Regions from separate parts of the Sus scrofa genome. Here regions 2 and 3 are each linked to region 1. A link is a contact called in public HiChIP or PLAC-seq data. All regions are on one chromosome and are shown on one strand. Each heading gives the region's core, a stretch centred on a gene start, on an enhancer-like site or on the middle of the called end of the contact. The rest is flanking DNA. Distances are from core to core; before and after follow the strand shown. Region 1 holds the start of ACADL (acyl-CoA dehydrogenase, long chain). Region 2 holds the start of LANCL1 (lanC-like protein 1). Region 3 holds the start of RPE (ribulose-phosphate 3-epimerase).

What was found. HiChIP or PLAC-seq counts read pairs in DNA pulled down with a chosen protein or histone mark.
Region 2: an H3K27ac HiChIP or PLAC-seq map of alveolar macrophages shows a contact between it and region 1. The contact joins the promoter of LANCL1 here to the promoter of ACADL in region 1. A contact is called at or near these places in 1 of 5 promoter capture datasets (fetal liver), 1 of 47 Hi-C or Micro-C datasets (heart right ventricle) and 1 of 2 datasets of contacts at active chromatin or transcription factors (alveolar macrophages).
Region 3: a contact with region 1 is called in an H3K27ac HiChIP or PLAC-seq map of alveolar macrophages. The contact joins the promoter of RPE here to the promoter of ACADL in region 1. A contact is called at or near these places in 1 of 5 promoter capture datasets (fetal liver) and 2 of 2 datasets of contacts at active chromatin or transcription factors (alveolar macrophages and skeletal muscle).

The regions. Positions count from the first base shown.
Region 1 is chr15:112,967,700-112,972,031 of Sscrofa11.1, reverse strand. ACADL (acyl-CoA dehydrogenase, long chain) reads left to right here and starts at 2,651. Exons shown (of 11, transcript NM_213897.1): 1 at 2,651-2,727. The coding sequence starts at 2,651.
Region 2 is chr15:113,146,504-113,150,735 of Sscrofa11.1, reverse strand. LANCL1 (lanC-like protein 1) reads left to right here and starts at 1,555. Exons shown (of 10, transcript XM_021076409.1): 1 at 1,555-1,686; 2 at 1,999-2,095. The coding sequence starts at 2,012.
Region 3 is chr15:112,720,791-112,724,939 of Sscrofa11.1, reverse strand. RPE (ribulose-phosphate 3-epimerase) reads right to left here and starts at 1,617. Exons shown (of 7, transcript XM_013984453.2): 1 at 1,415-1,617. The coding sequence starts at 1,525. It overlaps LOC102158523 (a long non-coding RNA gene), which reads left to right and starts at 1,760. Exons shown (of 4, transcript XR_002339061.1): 1 at 1,760-2,588; 2 at 3,582-3,670.

The sequences.
Region 1 (4,332 bases), core at 1,402-3,901:
ACCACTTCATCTGCTTGCAGTTATACTAGAGAGACATGGTAATAAAAACCCTAGATTGGACTTCTCAAAAGTTCAGAAATAGCTGAAGTAAAACCAGTGAATCACTGAAGCAGTAATTGGTAGAAGTTTATTGTGCGCACACCAAAAAGACAGTTTGTGAACCAGGAACACTCAAGCCAAAATATGGAATGAGGCTTGAGGGTATGTTGCTACAAGGCAGCTTATATGGTTGTGTGCCTGACTGCACAGTGAGGCCAAATACAAAAATTCGGCATTTGGAGCAGAGAAATGTTTATTTAAGGGCCAAGCGAAGAGAATGGGTGGTGAAAAACCAAACTCCTCAGTGGTTTGGGAGATGAAATTTTTGTTTTTGTGTTTTGTCTTCTGTCTTTTTAGGGCCGAACTCGCAGCATATGGAGGTTCCCAGGCTAGGGGTCTAATCGGAACTGTAGCCACCGGCCTACGCCACGGCCACAGCAACACCAGACCTGAGCCGACTCTATGACCTACACCACAGCTCACGGCAATGCCGGATCCTTAACCCACTGAGCGAACCCAAAACCTCATGGTTCCCCGGTCGGATTTGTTTCCGCTGTACCACGAGGGGAACTCCAGGGATGAAATTTGTACAGGCAAAAATTGGGATGAGAACTGCAGGTGTGTGACTTTCGTCTGATCTGTTGGCAGTGAGGTAACAAGGTGGTGTTCCAGGAATCTTGGGCTCAGCCTGAAGTTACTGTCCTGGGTTAGGAGCCTTAGATCCTGCAGAATAACTCAAAGGTAGTGTTATGTATATTCCTTGAGGAGGGACCAGGACCCCGTGCCCCCTGGTTGCACCGCTGTTTCTTAACTGTCGTCCTTTGTGTCTACCTACATTCCCTCACTGTTTGAATCTGCCCTTTGGAACTCAGGGAAGGTCAAAGAGGTTGAATTAAGCCTATTTCCTACAAATAAGAAACAGGGGATATGACAAGGAGAACTTTATCATTCAAAGAGGTATGACAAGAATCCAAACCAATTATTCAGTATTTTCATATTTGAAAAAAAGCTTATCTATCATTAGTGGGTGTATGAAAAGCAGCACAGTAAATCATTAAGCACATAGATAATGTCTTCCTGTCTCTTTAAGTATGAGGAAATTATAATGAGACCCATCTCTGTATAAACCACTGATCACGTCCTCTAGAATTAGAGTGGTGGGTTTTCTTATGTTATTCTACTTTCCAAGGATATTGGCAATAATTCTTTTTTCTCTGTCTTTTTTTTTTGAAGTTGTTTTTATATTATAGCTGATTTACAATGTTCTGTCAATTTCTGCTGTACAGCAAAGTGGCCCAGTCATACATATATTATACATTCTTTTTCTCACATTATCCAGGATCTCATTGCTTATTCACTCCAAATGCAATAGTTTGCATCTACTAACCTTTTGATAGTAATTCTTAAAGTCTTCAAGTAAAGAAACCTTGCCTCTGTTATCTACACTTGTGCTATCCTTGTGCTCCTTGGAGATTAGAAACATAGTCACCCACACAATTTGATCTGAGGCAAAGCAAAGGCCTGCTTGCCCCAACTAGTTCCTCCAGATAGTTCTGCATCAGCACCAGGACATTCATTCATAGTGACAGCTAAATGAATTTACCTGATCTTTTCAGATCTTCATTTGAAATACCATTATTAGAGTCCTTGAATTAGGGGAAAAAATTAATTTTCTGTTAATTGATTATAAATGTCATTTTTAAAACACCATAACCTGAAAAGGATTGTGAGTACGTGGGTGGAGGAGAATAAAAACAGCTAACACAGCCCCTGCCATGGCTCCCTGTCATGGCTCAGTGGTTAACGAACCCCACTAGTATCCATGAGGACACCTGGCCTTGCTCAGCGGGTTAAGGACCCGGCATTGCCGTGAGCTGTGGTGTAGGTCACAAATGCAGCTTGGATCCAACATTGCTGTGTTGTAGGCCCGCAGCTACCGCTCCAATTCGACCCCTAGCCTGGGATCCTCCATACGCCAGGAGTGCAGCCCTAAAAAGAAAAAAAACAAAGAAACAGCTAACACGTGTTACATGAGGAGGCTTCTGCATCGACATCCCAACCTGGTCTGGGAGCTGAGATCCCCACATCAGCCACTGCAAAGAAATAAAATAGTTAAGAAAGAAAAGAAAACACTGCTTGCATAGTCTTATATGTTAAGTAAGCTAATTTCCAATGTTAAAAACAAACAAACACACAAACTTTATGTAACTATGACTTTGTGGGTCCATTTTTGAGCCTCCATGGCTTACAGAGTTTCTCAAAGCTGTTCAGGAAGCCAAAGAAAACAACTGCTTAGATAAAACAGAACACTGCAGGGAACTTAACAGTTTTACTTTTAGAATCTTTTCATTGGTAAGTTTCTGCAGAGGGGCGTGTCACAAAAAACCGTCCGCAGTCTCGCGCAGGGTAGCTGAGGATCGCTGCCCAAGGCGTTCTGGTCTAGAAGGGTACGCCGGCCTCGTTTACTTGGGCGGCTGTGCGAGGTTTTTTGGGGTGTGACTGCAAGGAGGAAGGCCCCAGGGACATCCCGCTGTCCCAGCGCCTCGCCCCGCACACAGGGAGTCACCGAGGAGACGCGCCATCGCCCAAGTTGCCTTTCGCTGTCGCAGCCATGGCCACACGACTCCTCCGTGGATCTCTGCGCTTGTGGGGCGGCCTCTGTGCTCCGCGCCTACCGACGGCCTCGAGGTTAGTGCCCGCCCTGCTCTATCTGTGCAGCAGGGAGGCTGCAGGGCCGCGCGGCGACACGCACACTCCATTCCTGGGGCTCGAAACCAGTCGCCCAGAGCTTGAACTGAGCCTTGGGGCGTAGGAGGGTAGGAGAAGCAGCTGGGCTTTGCCGGGAGGCTTCCGGAACAGTGATCATACCCCCTGCGGCGAGAGCGGAGCTCTGCCACTGCAGCCTCACCGCCTGGGGAGTCGAAAGGGTGTGGGGGCGGGGGGATTGCCAACCCTTTCTGGCCTGGGTTCAGCCTGTTTGGTTTCATGGTCTACGGAGGACACCGGGAGTCTGTATTTTGAAGAGTTTCTGAGAGGCGATGTTGGGGAGTCACCTCTTGGGCACCACGACCTTTGGTCCAGTTGGAACTGTGGCAGAAGGCACCGCCCCATAGTGAACTTGGGAGTGGGACTCCCGCAGCCTCCACCCTTTGCAGGGACGCCTGGAGAAGACACTCCTGGACAGCAGCAAAGACCTGATAACGGCTCCATCACATAAGGGAATTAACTGGAGATCTGACAGATCTTTTAATTAATTAAATGCGGAGGAAGTAATAGGGTTCCTAAGTGGGTCGGTGATATTATGGTAATATTTATAAGATCAAAAGCGTCCCCTACCGTATAACACCTAAAATCCTGTCATTAGATAAACAAATTGGAAGCACTGGGGATTCTCTAATGAGAGTGACAGGAAGGTTCGATTAGTTCATTGCAGCACTCTAAGATGCTTTGGAAACAAAATTCCTCCTGTTGTGGAGGAAGGCTGGGAAGGCATCACTGAGGAGTGAGGACGTTGGGACACACATACTTTTCTAAGCTCAGTCCCAGAACTTCATAAGACGGTGAAGGTGAGACTTTTGGGTATCAGGAATATTTTGTGCTCTTAAAATTAGAGGTCCTCAAAGATCTTTTATTTATGTGGGTTTTATCTGTGGATGATATCAGTATTATACATACCTACAACACTTGGAAATACATTTAGTTCATGTAAAGTAACTCATTATATGTTAAATAACATTTTTATGGAAAAATAACTTTTCCCCAAAAAGTAAGAAAAGTGACATTGTTTTACACTTTTGTAGATCCCTTAATGTCTGGCTTAATAGGCAACAGCCCGATTCTAAGATTTGCTTCTGCATTGTCTGTTGTGACAAGTAGTTTAAATATAGGAAGAATATTGGCAAAAGGACCTGAGGGACCCTCTGAATGGGTCAAGGAGTACAGTTTTATTTTAACAGACTTCTTAAACTTTAATGTACATATGAATCACTTAGGACTGCTACTACTAAAATAAAGTTGATCCTTGAACAGCACATATTTGAATTCTGTGGGTCCACTTATGTAAATTTTTTTCAGTAGTAAATTCTGCAGTACTACACAATTCACAGTGGGTTGAATCCAAGGATGCAGAACTGTGCTCTGGGGAACTCACAAATACGGAGGGCTATATATTATATATATATGGGGGACTGTAGGTTATACAAGGAGTTTTGATTGTGCTGAGGTTCAACAGGTCCCTAACACCTGTGTCCTTCAAGCATTAGAGGCACAGATGGATTCAATAGACCTGGAAGG
Region 2 (4,232 bases), core at 306-2,805, 180 kb before region 1:
GGAAACAATGCCCATCCTTGAGGGAAATATAAGTAAAAGGACTTGGAGACATATCATGAAAATACTACTAAGTACGCAATTATCTAAAAACAACCAACTGTACACAGAGCAATACAAACAGATCTAAAACACAAGTTTTTATTCATAGTACTACTCCATTTTTTTGAAATGCATACCTACAAAGCCGATGATGTATTTTCCAAAGAAAGGTAAATTAAACATATTATGGTGATTGTCTCCTGAAGGAGAGAAATGGGTGAGAAATAAGAATTAAACGAAAAACTGCAATAGAGTGGGGTCTTCCTCTTCTTTCTTCCTCCCCTTCCACTCTTGCATTTCTGCTCAAGCACAATCCACTGTCATGCCTCCCTTCCTTTTTCTAATAATCATTAATCTACATAAATATCATCTATTTTAACAGCTCAAAGATTGCAAATAGGATAAAACTGATAGTGAGCCTTTAATAATTAAAGATAATTGAAAATGCCTCTCACTCTTTTTCCTTTTCTCCTTTATGAGCTGCTCCTTCACACATCCATCTATTAAAATAGGAAGGATGTCCAATTTAAGATTCACGGAGGGCTTCTACCAAGGTTTCACGAATGTGGTGAAGAAATTAATGTGTCCTATGAGAGCAGCAGTTCAAAAGAACCAACTCAGCCAGAGCAGGGGACAGAGGAGACTTCGGGATGGCAGCCACAGAGGGACAAGCTTGGGCCAAAGCGGGGGTGGGGTAGGGATTGGGATTCAACAAGAGGTTTGGAGTTAAGGTCCCTCATTGAAACAAGGAAGGAAAGAGAAGAGAAAATCACTCTGACAAATTAACTGAGCTTCAAAATTGTCAGAGCAACAGATGGGCCTAATTTGTACCAGGTGGGATTTAAGTTTAAATGAAAACAAAAAATTTTCAAATACCAGAGACAGTTAAACATTGAAATTGAATGTTGCAGATGTCCTGCTCTATTGGCCTTTGTTATTTTTTTTAAGGGCTTAGTAATACGGTATTATACTACAGTTTAGGCTAAGAGATTAAATTTTTTAGGAGCTGTGATTTGTGTTTTTATGTTATTTTCCCTGAAATTTTAGCAAATGTCATTTGATACCTTGCCCTTGGCCACTCACATCGACTGAGTCCTTTTGAAGCAAAATTATCATAAATTATCTCCAAAGATTTTTGTCATTGTGGTTGCCGAAGGTGGTGATAGTGTTTTGTTTCGGGTTTTTTTGTTTTATTTTGTTTTTTTTTTTTTTAAGAAATAAAAGAAAATGTTTGACAAGTTTCCGGAGAGAAATAATCCTCAAGGATTATTCGAGCCTAGCGATAGGACTATGAATGTGTTCAGATCTCAAAGCAGTCTTTTCTCAAGATTTAAAAATGAAAAAAGAAAGTCAAATTCTTATAAATCATCTGAACTTTAACTAGTTTACTTAACTTTTTTTTAATTTAAGAGAAGAAAAGTAGGAAATATTGGGCACAGTTGCACAGTATTCTAAGATATATTCGCACTTAAGCTCCTCAGCAACTAAACCACCATGTATCATCCTTTAGAAACCACACTCCTGTCTCTTTAACAAACTGAAAATGGGAGGAGGCGGGCCTCCGAAGTAGCGAAGGTTCTGATTGGTCCACCTGGAAGGAAGTAGGCAGTGAAAGCGTCGCTTCTGTTATTGTCCAGAAGCTGCAGGGTGAGTGGCCCGAGACCTGGCAGGGATTTGGGACGCTGGACAGGCAGTTTCTTCACGTAGCCAGAGTGCGAACGTGGGGTGCAAAACGGGTCCTTTGCGGCGCGGTGGGTTCGGGGCCCTGGCAGCCGTTTTGCGGAGGTGCCACGCCCTAGGGGCTGGGCCGTGGTGGGCCCGGGGTCTACTCCGACCACCTGGACCGCGAAGTGGCCTGGGAACTGGAAGGAAGATGTTCCCCGGGCGCTGTCCGCCGCCCGCGCTACTGGGCCGAGGTCCCCATCTCAACGTAGATTCTCTTTTTCCCCTCTTCTGCAGGCTCGTTTCTGGCATGATGGCGCAAAGGGCCTTCCCGAATCCTTATGCAGATTTTAACAAATCCCTGGCCGAAGGCTACTTTGATTCTGCTGGGAGGGTGAGTTTGGGGTATATCTGCCTCCATCCCTACCTCCAACCCCCAGTGTTTGGAAAGGAGCTCACTTTTGCCTGAAAAGAAGGATAAGCATCCCTTTTTTATAAGTATAGAATTTCAGTATGAACGAATAAGATATATTTTAAATATATAAAGTACATGTGAAAATATGAAATTTGAGCTGTAACATGTTGAACTTGTATAAGGAGTCGTCGTTAATAAGGAATCGTTAATATTATCAATATAAATAGCTGAAATCATCTCAGTCATTGATATTTAAATCGTAAAAATTAACAGCTATGCAATTTACTGCGTGATGTTGCATTTCTGACAACTTTGGGGTTTTTTTTTAAGAGAGATGAGAAATCCTGATGGTATATCACGTGCACTCTATTTTTTTTTCCTGATTGAACAGGAGTATCGGCAGGGTAAGGACATCTTTATACCGAAAGTGCTAAGAGAAATTTGGACATAGGGCTGAAATTCTTCATACCATTTCCATTCTTCCCAGGGCATCCCCATAGCTGAAAAAATAAATACATACCTACATAAAACTGGGTCAGTTACACTGGTGAGCACCTCACAAGTCACTACAAAAGAGACCCCGGATGTGAAATACCAGAGGCCTATGTTTTCTCATGTCTCTGAATATAGTTGTTAGGAGAGAATACAGTTCTTTTTAAAAATACCTAGTTAAGAATGAATTAGGTTGGAAGAATGGTCTCTTTAAATGTGCACACATTAAAAAAAAAAAATTGTTTACTGTTTATTTCTTTTAAACTCATCAGGCTGCCGAAGTGTACATGGAACTAGAATCAACCTGATTCTTTTAAGACCAGGATATTGACTGCTTTTGAAAGACCACAAAATTATTCAGACGTAGTAATTTGAAGAGTCTGTAAAGGCCCCTTTTTTTTCTGATAGATGCCAGAAAACTGAGCAGTTCCTTATTGAAATCTGTGTTAACAAGTTAAGGAGGATAGATCTCCAGGGTCTGATCCTTGGTGTTCAACATTAAGCAATTTCAGAACTGGTACGTTAGTTTCTTTCTGGGATAGATCCAAAAACCATGTGTTAGGCAATAAATTACACTATTATTTTGGATCTAGAGTTCAAATTTATGAATATCTTTTTCTCGCTCAGAAATAGTGTTAAATCTGTAAAAAGCATTTACTTTATAAATAGCTTAAAAAGTGAGCCACATTTTATTGAAGGCTTAGGATCCATCCTTATGTTCTTTCTGCCAAGTAAGCATGAAGCAGCATGTCGTCCTCCAACAAGACAAGACAAATGCTTCAGCATCAGTATCTGCAGAGGTAGGCAGAACACAGGTCCAAATAGCCAAAAGGAAGCCATCTGACTTCAAGGTAATTATTAGAGGCTTTGTTTGGGCAGTTCAACTCTGGTCTTAAAAGAATCAGGTTGATTCTAGCTCCGTATACACTTTGGCAGCCTCATAGCCTACAACTCTTCTCCATCTCTTTCATTCCTCCCACCTGCACTGTTTTGAAATTTTACTGCTTTGTGAAATCCAAGTCTGAGAATCACAGCAGATTCCTAAAAATATTGAGGGATACATTAAAGTCACCTTTTAAGATAATTCATGATTCAATGTATACAGAACTTTCAAAATATTTTTCAGTTACTCTTAGGACAAATAACATAATTAGGTAGACCTCACCATTTGCTCTGCATCTATGGATGTCACTAACCCCATAACCTAACCTTAGTGTGTTTTCAGTCCCTATCCAAGCTTTTACCTTTATAGATCACTGGACTGCTCAAAAGAGTAAAAATGACATTACATCCCTGAATGCAAAAGACATGAGACACACAATGTCATTTGATCCTCAGTGCACCTTTTGAAATTGATGGAGCAGGTATTATTATCCTTACTTTACAGACACAGCTGAAGCATAAAGAAGTTACAGGTTGAGGAGTTCCCTCTGTGGTGCAACAGGATTGGCAGAGTCTCTGTAAGTGACAAGATGCTGGTTCAATCCCCAGCCCAGCACAGTGGGTTAAAGGATCCAGCATTGCTACAGCTGTGGCTTAGGTCACAACTGTGGCTCGGACCTGATCCCTGCACCGGGAACTCCAAAAATGCAAAAAAAAAAAAAAAAAAAAAAAGAAGAAGAAG
Region 3 (4,149 bases), core at 368-2,867, 250 kb after region 1:
AAGTGTCTTAGACACAAAATTTTGTCTCAGGCACAAAAATGTAGCTACCCATCTCTGAGGTACACACACACTCCAGTAATATTACCTGTGAAAGGTCAGAGCTTTCAAGCAAAGGTGTCAAAAACAAAACAAAAAGCATATAAATGAATTACATACAATAGCAAACTAAAAATAGAGGTTTTTATAAAAGGTAATATTTACTAATCTTCCATACTTAGCCTAGAATCGTTAGAACTTTAGGGTCAAGATTTTGCCATTATTAGTTGGGCACATTATTGAGGTAACAGAGTGGAATGCAAAAGAAAAACAACAAATTTAACCAGATAGAACAAAGGAAGGCAAAGCTGTCCTAAGAGGGATGATATTAAAAAGAAAGGGAAGTGACTAACCATCTTTTGTAAAAAAAAAAAAACTATGAACTTGCAGATTTGCATGAGGCCAGCACAGAGATTTTACTTATTTACAATAAACTTATTTTTCTACCCCAAACCAAAACAATGGCTGTTACGATTTTTATGACCAGTTGTCAGTGGCGCTCAGAGAACCACTTGGTAAACCCAAGAAGATCCAAGTTGTAAGTCTATCAAAGTGTGTGTAATCTTGAGGGAGTCTCACCTGTTTTCTCTGTTTGTTTCCTCATTCTATAACCAACTTAAGAAACTAGCATCATCTTGCTTTCAAACAATATTGATTATGGGCTATAACTACAGTGCTTAAAAATTACTTGCAATAAACTGACCTCCCTGAAGAGCAGAATGCCTAAAGAGAAAACAGGAAAAATCAAGACTCGAACAAAGATACAAACACTAACAGAGAATTTATTTACTATACTTCAGGCACTGTAAACTTTGTGTGTACTAACTAGCTCATTTCGTCTTTCAAAGATGCCTAAGTGGTAGGGTGTGTTATCACTCCCATTTTTCACACAATGGAACTGAAGCTCAATGAGGTTAAATGGCTCGTCCCAAGAAACCCAGCAAGTGTCAGAACTTGGGCATTCTCACTCTAGATGCCAAGCTTGTTATCTTTACACACATCTATCTCCCCAGCTTTGCCACTAACTAGCTATATGAGCTTGGGCCAGTCATGCCTATCCCCTTAGGCCTCAGTTTCTCTAACTGAAAATGAGAGACAGGCCAGCCTTAAGGTCGCTTCCGGGCGCTAAATGCCAGAAGACCATACGTTATCTGGGGGGAGGGGAAGAGGCTGAGGTTTGGGAAGCGTTCAAACCTCGGATCCCCTCCAAGCAGGGCCGCCAGGGCTCCCACCCAGGCACCTTCTTAGTACCGCGTTCAGAGTGAGGCGCTTGGCGGTACAGGTCGCTGTGCACTCAACAGGCACTCAATGAATGTGCGCTGAGCCCGCCCCGCGCGGCAGCCCTGACCCGAGCCCCACGGAGTTACCCGTCCATTACATCCAGGTGCAGATAATCAGCCCCAGAGTCCAGCATCCGGAGGCACTCGGCCCCTAAATTGGCCAGGTCGCTGTTGAGGATAGACGGGCCAATCCTGCAGCCGGACGCCATGGTACTAGTTCCCTAGAGCAAGTTACCCCACGAGCGACCTGTCCAGATGAAGTCGTCGCGCCGACTGGCTGCACAGTTTTAGCCCCGCCTCTTCCCTGCAGAGTCTTCCGGACTCCACCGGAAGCAGCTGCCCTGAGGGGAGGAAGTCCCGCCTCCCTGGGGAAAGGGCGGCCAACCTGAGAGCTTAGGGGTGGGGCCCCACATTTAGGCACTTTCTTCCTTACCCAGACCTTACGGCGGGCCTTTCAGGTCTCCCAGCCTTGTGAGGAGTTTCTTGATCTTTTTTAGTTTTACTTCCCCTGCAGTTCTTTCTAGGCTCTTACCTTCTTATCACTTTTTTGTTTTGCTGCGGTTTGCATAGGAGCTCCTTCCATCTCCTTCTGTCTCACTTGTGTGTTTATCCGTTAATCAACAAAAAACCACCCTTCTTCCTATTTTTTCTCTTTGAATTCTTAAGAGCTCTGGAAGTCAGATTTAGGTCGGAAACCTGCTTCTACCCGATACTACCTGGTGACCTGGCTAATCGCTTCTCCATGCCCTCAGTATTTTCCTCTGTCCAGTCAGGGCTTGAAAACTGTAAAAGCCCCTGTGTCCTTGTGTTTTGAAGTAAAAGGCTTTTCCTTTAGCCTTCCAGGCCTCCCCTCAGTCTCAAAAGGCTGACTCAAGACCTAATGATTAGGAAACCCTGTTATAGCTAAAAACTAGTTAATAGCAGTCTATTACGTTATGCCCTGCCTTGGGCACACTAACTTACTCTGGCTTTTCACAAATAATTTTTCCTTGCTTGTTTTTTACTAATGATTACTTTCATTAGAGTTAAAGTGCATGCCTAGTGTTTTCGTTTCCTTTGAAACACTCCTTAAAACCTCCTTCTTTTGTGGGCAACTTTCACTGCCAAGAGAAAGTCCAGGTGCAATAACCCCAAAGACCACCAGAACCCATCACTGACCACCTGACTGTGGCCTTGATGACTTTGAAATAGTCTCGGTCTGTGCACATGGGTCAGAAGAAGAATTTCTGAACTCATATCAGAGTGAAAAGAAAGAAGAGTTTATTGAGCATGGTGAGGTGGAGAGACAGTTTACTGAGAGATAAGAGAGGCTGCAAGCACAGCGGCATGACTTCCTGATAATCAGGGAGTGCCAACCATGAGTGCATGGTCAAGTCTGTTTTTATAGCCCAGGGAGAGGGGAGGTCTCAAGACACAACTGTTGACCTACTAATTGTTTGAGAACAAAGGGTCTTATGATATACTTGCTGGTTGGTTGGGGCGTTTAAGGCCCAACAAAGGTTGGTGGGGGTGGGGAGTGAGCCACTTAACTTTCCTTCCTAGGAGTAGACCAGGTTGCTCAAGGTGGGGAAAGGGCATAAACACAGAGACAAGTGGGGCAATGATAAAGGTCTGGCAATTCTTGCCTTGGCCAGAGGCTTTGAACTCTATCTCCTTGAAGGGGGCTTGAAGTCTAACAGAAATGATCCATGGAGGGAGAAGAATCCCAGGACAGTAATCTTTACCTACAGTCCTTTTTTTGAGCTAAACCTAGAAGTCCTCTTGGTATTCTCTCTCAAGGGGAAACACTGTTTTGAGGTGTTACCCTGCTGTGCCCTCCTTTGCCTGGCAAAGCAGTAAAGCTGTTCTTTCTGCTTCACCCAAAACCATCTCTGTGACTTAACAGTGCCAGTGTACAGAGGCCAATCTTGGCTACGAAATTTGGGGGCTCAAAAAAACGAAAACGGAGTTCCTGTCGTGGCACAGTGGAAATGAAACCATGAGCTGTGGTGTAGGTTGCAGACACGGCTCAGATCTGACGTTGCTGTGGCTGTGGTGTAGGCCGGCAGCTACAGCTCCGATTAGACCCCTAGCCTGGGAACTCCATATGCCGCAGGTGCGGCCCTAAAAAAAAAGAAAAATTTGGGGGCTCATCCACGATCTGACTCTCATACCTGGTCTGCCATCCTGGAAGGGTTGGGGATGGAGAGTGAAAGGGAGTCTGCCTAGCAGGTGCTGAGGGCGACCTTCACTTTGAGCATTCCTTTCTTCCTCCACCCACACCAGTAATTTCTACTCTGAGGAATTATTTTGGGGAAGGAGAAGTGTACAATCCTGGGATGTCATGACGCCTTGGCCAACATCTGGGTATCTGGGTAAGTCCCCCAGCATGCACTCTGAGGCCCCCTTGGACTTTGTTCATCTAAGGAGCCAAGTCTTAGGTTCCATCTAGGGATCTTCTGTTTCAAAATCCCACCTGTAAGGCAACACTTGGACTAAGGTCACAGGCTTAGTGGGACTTGGAAGCCAATCTGAGCTTTGTGCTGTCTGGTTCGGTTTTTCTGGTTTGAGGCTTCTATTTGCTGGCAAGCATTCTGGTTTGTTTTTTATCAAATATATGGAAATTGTTTCTATTTGACAGCCCCAGAGGGAAAATTTTGGCAGACTTGTGGACCTATACTTGTAAACCTATGAATAAGGAAAAATTGACTTTAAACTGTGTGGCCACAATATTCTTTAGACTCCAGAAAAATTTTTTGCTTTTTAGGGCAATACTCGCGGCACATGGAGGTTCCTAGGCTAGGGCTCAAATTGGAGTTATAGCTGCTGGCCACAGCAACGCCAGATCCCAGCT